3 separate regions of the Sus scrofa genome follow, and all the other regions are linked to region 3. The links are chromatin contacts, called in public HiChIP or PLAC-seq maps. All regions are on one chromosome and are shown on one strand. Each heading gives the region's core, a stretch centred on a gene start, on an enhancer-like site or on the middle of the called end of the contact. The rest is flanking DNA. Distances are from core to core; before and after follow the strand shown. Region 1 overlaps LOC102167425 (a long non-coding RNA gene). Region 2 holds the start of JKAMP (JNK1/MAPK8-associated membrane protein). Region 3 has its middle 58 kb from the start of DAAM1.

Evidence for each region. HiChIP or PLAC-seq counts read pairs in DNA pulled down with a chosen protein or histone mark.
Region 1: an H3K27ac HiChIP or PLAC-seq map of skeletal muscle shows a contact between it and region 3. The contact joins two enhancer-like sites. A contact is called at or near these places in 5 of 47 Hi-C or Micro-C datasets (adipocytes, fibroblasts, heart right ventricle and 1 more) and 2 of 2 datasets of contacts at active chromatin or transcription factors (alveolar macrophages and skeletal muscle).
Region 2: an H3K27ac HiChIP or PLAC-seq map of skeletal muscle shows a contact between it and region 3. The contact joins the promoter of JKAMP here to the enhancer-like site in region 3. A contact is called at or near these places in 4 of 47 Hi-C or Micro-C datasets (fibroblasts, heart right ventricle, liver and 1 more) and 2 of 2 datasets of contacts at active chromatin or transcription factors (alveolar macrophages and skeletal muscle).

What each region holds. Positions count from the first base shown.
Region 1 is chr1:188,541,194-188,544,188 of Sscrofa11.1, forward strand. All of the region lies in intron 2 of LOC102167425 (a long non-coding RNA gene), which reads right to left. Among named protein-coding and RNA genes, the nearest start is that of GPR135, 40 kb to the right of the region's middle. Within about 2 kb of position 1,523, at least 26 of the 83 cell types and tissues checked have an H3K27ac peak or open chromatin away from gene starts, as enhancers often do. A contact at or near this core is called in skeletal muscle, where this site is marked.
Region 2 is chr1:188,596,976-188,599,956 of Sscrofa11.1, forward strand. It overlaps JKAMP (JNK1/MAPK8-associated membrane protein), which reads left to right and starts at 1,481. Exons shown (of 7, transcript XM_021102711.1): 1 at 1,481-1,622. The coding sequence starts at 1,619. The region is part of intron 4 of L3HYPDH (trans-3-hydroxy-L-proline dehydratase); the gene reads right to left.
Region 3 is chr1:188,276,288-188,279,169 of Sscrofa11.1, forward strand. No RefSeq gene overlaps it. Among named protein-coding and RNA genes, the nearest start is that of DAAM1, 58 kb to the right of the region's middle. Within about 2 kb of position 1,389, at least 8 of the 83 cell types and tissues checked have an H3K27ac peak or open chromatin away from gene starts, as enhancers often do. A contact at or near this core is called in skeletal muscle, where this site is marked.

The sequences.
Region 1 (2,995 bases), core at 273-2,772, 270 kb after region 3:
AAATCTGCGGTAGCGTCTAGCCTTCCCACTTGCCACTTCTAATTATCCTCTAAATGGGCGCTTGAAGGGTCTGTCAACACTGCCTCCATCTGAATTCAAGTTCAAGGGAGATACAGAGTTTACAGGACTGATGTCCAAGGCACCAGTTTTAACCTCAGGCAAAGTAGGTGGTTACCCACTTCTTTGGGCTGAATTACAACCCTTCAAAATTCTTATGTGCAAGTCCCCACCCCAAATACCTCCAAATGTGACTGTATTTGGAGACATGGTCTTTAAAGAGGAAGTTAAGGTTAAATGAGGTCCCGGGGGGTGGGCCCTAACCCAGTAAGACTGGTAAGAAGAGGGGATTAGGATGAGGATTCACCCGGGAAAGGCCCTGTGAAGACAGAAGGAGAAGACAGCTGCCTAGAAGCCAAGGAGAGGCCCTGGGATGAAACCAACCCTGCAGTGCTTGGACTCAGTCTAGCCTCCAGAATGAGAAGGAACAAAGTACACTGTTGTCACTTAAGCCACCCAGCCTGCAGCACTTTGTCACAGCCACCCCAGAAAACTAAACTGCTGCCTAGAATACTCCCATGAGAGGTAGTCAGTTTTGGCTATTCAGTTTAACAATCCTTTAGCATAACACGTACACACACACACACACACACACAGAGCTCTTGCTGGGCCAAGCAGCTGGTTTAGTCACCCCTCTTCTCAGGCTGCCTATCAGAATCTCAATCTGGTGGAATTTAACAAACATTTATTAAGTACTAACTATATACCAGACATGCTAAGTGATAAAGCATTAAAAATATAGACGTAATCCTTGAGACTCTGACTGTCTGGGGCTGGAGAACCAGGACTGTGTTGGGGGTGGGGGGCTTGGGGAGGACAGAGGTGGAGCTGACGAGTTGTGCTTGAGGGAGCTGGGCAGGCTCTGCAGAGAAGGTGAGTTTGAAAGGATGAGTAGGAGGGAAATTCTGACTCAAGGGAATGGTATGTGCCCAGACACAGAAAGATCAGATCAAGGACATTTGGAAATGACGAGAACCTCAGAGGGACTTGAGCGTAAGTTTGTTGGGAGAAACTCAAGTGGACACAGGCACCCTCCTCTGGATGGTGAACAAGACAGAACCATGCTGCTCTGTGGACAATGGCCTGGGGTCCTCCAGACTCTCCAGACTTTCGGCGTCTCTGATGCAAGCAGAGGGTCCCTGCCAACTCCCTTCACGTGCGCTGGCTTTGAAAGCACAGGGAGCCCAGCACTGGAGCCAAAGCCCCGCCTCACCCTGCCGCCTTCCCCTCTTCCCAGGCTCAGCTTTCCCCCTCTGCAGAGCTGGAAAAGGACCAAGGCAGAGGTGAAGTCTAAGGGAGCCCCTAACATCTGCTCAGGAGAACTTAATATCTTTATTGCCATCTGCGTGTCCAAGGCTCATTCTGCTTGTCAGAAATCCTGATGCCGTTCCGACTCCTGTCTGTGTGGTCACCCCAGAATCTGTGTGTTTTGGCGAATAACTGATATTCTTCCTATTTATAGACTATTTCCCATGTTCTTCACTTAGAGGGTTTCCATAGTCCAATGTTCTGTCAAGTCTCAGCTGGCTGGGAGTACGTAATAGTCATTAAGATCACTGCTGCTTGCTTTCTTCCTTTTTTTAAAAAAATAGTTTCCATGTATAGCTCAGTTGCTAAACACTCTTAGATAAGTTTAAAACTGTTTGTGTTAAAACAAGTATATCTATCTGGATAAAAATGCTCATTTGTGTTACTTGCCTTTTAAAATTATTCCTAAAGCTAAAAATAAAAGTTCCCCAGGATCCAAATGATAAAATATTCATTTTTGCCTTTTCGAGATATAGAAGATGAAAAAGCATTTTTGAAAAAGTATTTCCTGACTGATAGAAACAAAAGCATAATCCTTGCTCCAAGTAAAATGTCCCAGAGCACGGCACAAAGAACCAAACACTTTTTTCCCTTTCATCTCTTCTACTTCCTTATAATCTGTTTACAGAAGTTTGATAGGTGCCTATTGAAATGTTGAATTTCTTTTTTTTATTACAGAGTTTTAAATGGTTGACTAGCATGTGTGGTCATCCCATGATAATCCTTGAAATCATTTTGGCAGCCTTTTAAAATAACAGATTTGTTGAGATATAATTCAATCATTTGCAGTGTACAATTCAACGGCTTAAGTATATTCACAAAACTGTGCAACCATAACCACCATCAATTTTAGAATATTTTAATTCCTCCAAAAAGAATCCCTACACCCTTTAGCAATCACTCCCTAACTCCCCCATTCCTCTCCCTTCCAGTGCTAGGCAACCACTATGCAACTCTGTGTCTATGGATTTTCCTATTCTGGACATTTCATATAAATGCAATTACACATCATATGGTCTTTTGTGACTGGCTTCTTTCACTTACAAGTTTTCAGAGTTCATCCATGTTATAGTGTATATCAGAATTTTATTCCTTTTTATTCCTGAATAATACTTAATTGTATAGATACTGCTATATTTTGTTTATCCCTTCATCAATTGATAGGCATTGGATTGTTTCCACCTTAAGGGGCAAATTATGAATAATGCTGCACAAGTTTCTGTGTGTGCATGTGCATTTTCACATATTTGCTATGGAGTGGAATGGCTAGGTCTTATCATTTTGACTGCTTTTCAATGTTGAACACCCTCAGATTTCGTAACTGATAAACAGAGGGTTACTTAATATTAGTTAATATTACAACCACATACATAGAAGAGAGTCCATTGTGTGGCCCATATCACTACGTAATTCTCTGGCCAAAACATGAACTGGGTAATAAGTCACCTCTGACTTAGAGAAGAGTCAGCTGGTCAACAACTGTTTCCACTAATTATCTACGAAAGCATCTATGTTTTTCAGAAGTACAAACCAAGTAACGTCAAAAGCCAACCTTTCAGTAAGATGTCCTTTCTTCCTTTGTGTCATTTTTAATTGCTTAGTTGCTAGACAGAGCACTGTGATCCTAAAC
Region 2 (2,981 bases), core at 231-2,730, 320 kb after region 3:
TGTAAGGATTACAGGCATAGACACTCCATTTCACATGACATTCAGGCTCTGTACCACAGAAACCACCAAAACCTTTGAAAGGCTCTGCACACCTAGAGAACTAGCAACCCTAAATATTCTGCAGTCTTTCTGTCTCTAAGAAAATATATATTTTTTAAAATTCTAAGTTCCTTGTATATACTCTCATTAAACCCTCACAAAAAAAACCTCAGTGAGTTAACAAACGAGGACACAACAGGCACAGAGAAGTAATTTGACAAAGGCTGACAACTTTAAGGAGGTATAAGGATTTGGACCCAGGCAACGTCTGTTTCTATTCTAAAGGCAACGTCCATATCTTCTTGAAAAGATTTGATTCTTTAATTCTTCCCTTAAGAAGTGGGCAAAACACTTTTTGCAGACGAGTTTTAGTAACTTGTGTCTACTAACTTGTCTGGGGGTAATAACATGTTAGCAAGCAAATTCTGAGCCAGCTTGGAGCCCCGGTAGGTCGGCTGTTTTTTGTACTTTCCTTGACCCTAGTGGACCTTGCTTCATCCAACTGTGAAATCTCTAGGAATGTCTGACGAGTGGGGAACTAGGCGCTGAGTAAGGGAAACACGGAATTCTGCACTCCTCAAGGCTCTCCCCAAACCACAGGTGGACAGATCTGCAGGATAATCAAATTGCATGCACTACACAAATTCGCAAGGCTAAGATGCTGTCACACATTTGCAGTGATTTAGGATTACCTTCTTACTGATTGCAAAGGCTTGTGGAGTGGGTTAGTTGTGCTGCGTGCGTGAGTTCCAGCCTAGAGAGAGTTAATGTAATTAGTTGGGTCCAGGGCTGCAGGGCTGGAAGAGTCCTACGGGTTACCTGTGGCCAGCGCAAAGGCTGGGACGCTGTGGAAGCGCACCGGGCCGCGACTGCGGCCGCCCTCGCACTCCACGAAGGCGGTCACCAGCCCGCACGGGCAGTGGATGTTGACGAGGGCCTCGCGGGCGCCGGTCGGGGGCGCCGACACGAGGCCATAGTCGAGCGCGAAGCGGCCCAGCGCCAGCACTGCGTGGCCACACATGGAGCTGTAGCCCTCGTTGTGCAGAAACAGGACGCCTAGGTGCGCTTCCGGCAGCTCGCTGGGCACCAGCACAGCTCCGTACATGTCCCTGTGCCCCCGGGGTTCAAACATAAGCCGTCGCCGCACGTAGTCAAGGTGCTGGCGCATGTAGCGCCGCTTGGCCAGCAGTGTGGGTCCAGCCACCTCCGGACACCCCGCTAGCACGATTCGCAGGGGTTCGCCGCCCGTGTGCATGTCCACAACGGACAGCGCCGGCGTCCCCGGGTCGTGCGGAGGCAGCTGAGCCACCGGCAGCCTGCTTGCCATTGTCGTCGACCGGGAGATCAACCACTACGCGACCACCGGCGCTTTAAGCCGCAGGCCCACTCGCGTCGTCCGCGCCAGGGGGGGCGGGGCCACGGAGCTTATACCAGGAAGCGCGAGGCGGGGCGGGGCTTCGGGACGGTCACCGGGTTACCAGGAGGCGGGGCCGCCGAGGCGGCTTTGGCCCGGATGTCCGGGCGCTGTGGCGGGGTTGGCTGATCCCGGAGCTTCTCCCGGGAAACCTACAAGCTGCCGATGGGTGAGTGGTCGCCGAGGTCCTGGGAAGCGTTTCATCCTAGTCCCTGCTTCTTCCCTATGCTGCCAGCTCTGGGCTCGGCCCCAGCGGGTGGCCTCCGAATAGCAGCGAATCTTTGTCCCTTGTTTCCACCCGCTGTCGGCTGGGCCGAGGTGGGATGGGGATGGGCTGCGCTGCTCACTAGCCGCAGAGGGGAGACCGACTGCAGAGGGAGAACGGCTGCCTACTGCAGGGGAAAGGCCAGACCTTTGTTGTTTGTTCAGAATGTCACTTCAGCCCCTCTGTTTCAGTCCCTTTGTTTAACATTCCTGTGGGTTGACTCGACATTTAAAGCAAGGGCGTAAGTAAGTGCAGGAAAACAGTAAAGGAAGCAGAAACTAATTGCTGCATAACTGTTGTGTCCTGCTTCAGCATCTAACGTAAGTTTTTAGGGCCCTTCACAAAGAAGCAAGACGGTTGCAAAAAAAGTCCTTTAGACCTCCTTTAATAAGGGAAATGAAAGGAAAAAATGAGCGGACCCTGGGAGCCAGGGGTTTTTTTGGTCGATGATAAGCTGTTGCTTTCAGTTTATCATACCGGTTTTCAGGCTTTGGATTTGGGAAACTTTAGATTGTTTACACCCAGATGCATTTATTAAGCATCTACTAGGTGCAAAACCAGTATAGAAGAAGTTTCCAATTCTTAACTTCTGCTGTCTTGGAAAATCTGAAACAACTCGTTTCCATCTATAAGTTTAGAACCTTATGATTACACTTGGTGTATTACGATTGATTTAAAAATAAGTTTTAAGTAAAGAAGCCTATGGATTTTTTAAGAAGTCGGCAATTGGCAAAAGTGAAAATATTAAGCTTGAGGCATTTAAGTACTATTTCTGTCTTTCTCAACAGCACACGGAGAAAGAAAGAAAAAGTCTACTTGAACTTGAAAGAAGAAAGGGTATAGTGGATCAGGCAGTCTCTAGATTGTGAATTCATGAAGAATTTCGGAAAGGGTTGTTCAAGAATAGTCATAAAATGCATAATTTCTCAAACTAGCTCACATTTGACCCCATTTGTTTGGGATTTATTCCACACTGGGGTGTAGGTTCTTTGACGGAGTGACTCTGTAGTGTTCCTGTGTGGGTATTTTGTGGTCCCTAACCTGTGGAATCAGACACTTGATGCATGTTTACTGATGAGTGAATCCATGATCAAAGGGAATCAGATGTCACTGATATATTAAAAACAAAAACAAAAACCTTCCTTCAATAACTTCTTCCTGTAGATGAGGTCAATGACAGTTTGTAGGCTCTGAGTTTTTAGGTAAAAAGGAGCCACTTTTTAGGTTCTCCAAGCCTTGACATCAGGGGTTGATTCTAAAGCA
Region 3 (2,882 bases), core at 139-2,638:
CATCATCTTGTTGCTCTGTGATAAATAAAAAGAAAAAGCTACCAGGATTCATCGCATCTTTGTTTTTCCTTTCCAAACCAGAATTCCCTGATACATTATATCTGATTGGTTTCTCTTCTCTATTAAAGATCCTCTGCCATTTTGTTTAGTTTAACTGTGCCATTTTATTATTGGGAATGTGAACATTAAAAAAAATCTTGACAAAATTGAAGAGCTTAATAATTAAATGTGGAGTTCCCTTTATGGCTCAGCAGAAACAAATCTGACTAGCATCCATGAGGACACAGTTTTGATCCCTGGCCTCGCTCAGTGACTTAAGGTTCCAGCGTTGCCGTGAGCTGTGATGTAGGTCACAAATGAGGCTCAGATCCCACATTGCTGTGGCTGAGCATAGGCTAGCAGCTACATCTCTGATTAGACCCCTAGCCTGGGAACCTCCATATACCACAGGAGTGGCCCTAAAAAGACAAAAAAAAAATTAAATTCTTTCAGCCAAATGAAAATAGCTTGGGGTTGGGGGGGCAGGTGCTAGAGATAAAGATAAAATTAGGTCAGAGAGTAGAAGGAAAAACGAAGAGCTTGAGAACCTCAGAAGAGAAACTGGGTCCCTAGTCTGATCAATTCTTTGGTGTTGAATTCGAGCCTCTCAAATGCAGTCTTTATTTTGGAATGTGAGTGTGAGATCCTCTAGGGGATTATTAAAGTCCCGCAGTGGACCCAGCCTTGGGATTAAGCTTCTGCAAACAAATTTGCTTGTATAAAACTGAGTAACTGAGCCCACGTGCTGAGGCTCAAGTTTGGACCATCATGTATTTGTACATCTCTCACATTAAGACAGATTTCCTAAACCAGCATCCACCCAATTCTGCCATCTTCAGAGAAGATGCAACTGATGCTAGGCTCTGTGTCCCGAAAGAAAGCATTAACCCCCTCTTCATACTGAGAATAATCCCTAGAAACACTGTAAACAGACTTAAAATGCCCAGGCTAAATAGGAAATCTGGGACCTACCAGAGGGAACTTGTGGGGCAGCTTATTTCTGTTTCAGAAGGAGATCCCATGAGTCACTCATCACCACTCCCCTGTCTAAAAGAGCCTGGTCAAGTTCTGTTTTTACCAAGCCAAGAGATTTTTGCACCCCATGGCAAATAAAATATAGCAAACAGGACACTGCAATTGTCTTGAGTGGTCTTGTCAGCCAGTTAAGCCCTCAGGAGCCATGGCTTCCTTCCCTCATGACTCTGTCCTGGTTTCAAATCATCACAGCCAGTTTCTGACAGAAGTGAATTGCATTTAGCCCATTCCTGACAGACTGTGGGTTCTTCTGCTGTCTACCTTTGGCTGAGCTTGTTCTTAAAATAGTAACTTCCTGCCTGGGCACCCTCCCTCGGAGCTGATCCACATTGCTGGGAGAGAGCTGGCCAAGAGTGTAAGCAGTTAAAGGAAACTACAGGAGTCATCATGCCCTCTGAAATAGCTCCAAAAGTGAGGCTTGGCTGGGCTGGCCCAATAGGCAGGTTAATTGTCAAGACTGAAACATTTGGATCACTGCAGCTCTCCTTGTTGTGGAGACAGAGTATAGGGACTCTGATAACAGTCAAAGACATTTCTAGAAGTAATCTATAATTGCACACTTGGATCCAGTGCTAACCATTCGTAGGTCATCAGATGCGACACCAACAAGTGTTTTATTGTTTGTTTGTTTTTTAAATAAAGTCATAGGTATTTCTTATTCTGAGTTTATTTAGTGAGTGTGTTCACTTTGTGAAACATCATGAAGCGGTCAGTCCACTTAAAATTTTATGTATTTCCACATACTTCAATAAAATGTTTGCTTAAAAAAAAGAAAAATGCAGTTGGAGTTCCTTGGTGGCTCAGCAGGTTAAGGATCCAGTGTTGTTACTGCTGAGGCTCAGGTTCAATCCTGGCCTGGGAACTTCTGCATGCCACAGGAGCAGCCAAAAAAAAAAAAAAAAAAGAAAAAAAAAAGGCAGGGAATTGCTTTAAATATTAAGTCAGCAAATTATGATCCCTGGTCCAAATCCTGTCACATACAGTTTTTGCAACCTGTGAGCTGTGAATGGTTTGTATATTTTTAAATGGTTGAAAAGGAACAAAAGAAAAAGTAATATACTTTGTGTATGTGAATATTATATGAATTTCAAAATTTGGTATCCATAAATAAGATTTTATTAAAATCACCACATCCATTCCTTTATGTACCGCCTATGGCTGTTTTGGCACTCCAACAATGAAGCTATAATTGGGGAAGAAATAGTATGAACTGCAAAGCCTAAAATGTTTATGTTATCATCCTAATATGTTATATTACATATAAACATTTGTATTTATGTCCAATCTTTTACAGAAAATGCTGACCCTCGTTCTAGATTTAAGGAGACAAAGACAACCAAATATAATCCATTATTCTTGATGGGACTGAGATCGGAAACAAAAGAGCTATAAAGGACATTTTGGGAACAATGTGGAAATTGTAAGTATGTTCTGTGTAATCAAATACTATTTTTATAACCACGGTAAATTCCTGGTGTGTGATAATGGCATGGTGATTGTTTCTGTGCTAGAACATTCTGGCTTTGGGGAGGTACATGGGGCGGCAACTTACTTGCAAATAGCTGGGGGAGAGGTACACAAAGAAGACACAAATGTATCACAAATGTGATAAAACATTAGCAAGCCACAAATCCAGGTGAATGGTATAAGGGTGTTTATCCTACTATCCTTTCCACATTTCTCTAGTTTTGAATGTTTTCAAAATAAAAGGTTGGGGGAAATAACAAACACGAACGTAAAAACGATGTTAACTTTAAAAGAAGTCAGCAGACAGGATACAAACAATTGATTGGTAGCATATGCTGAGG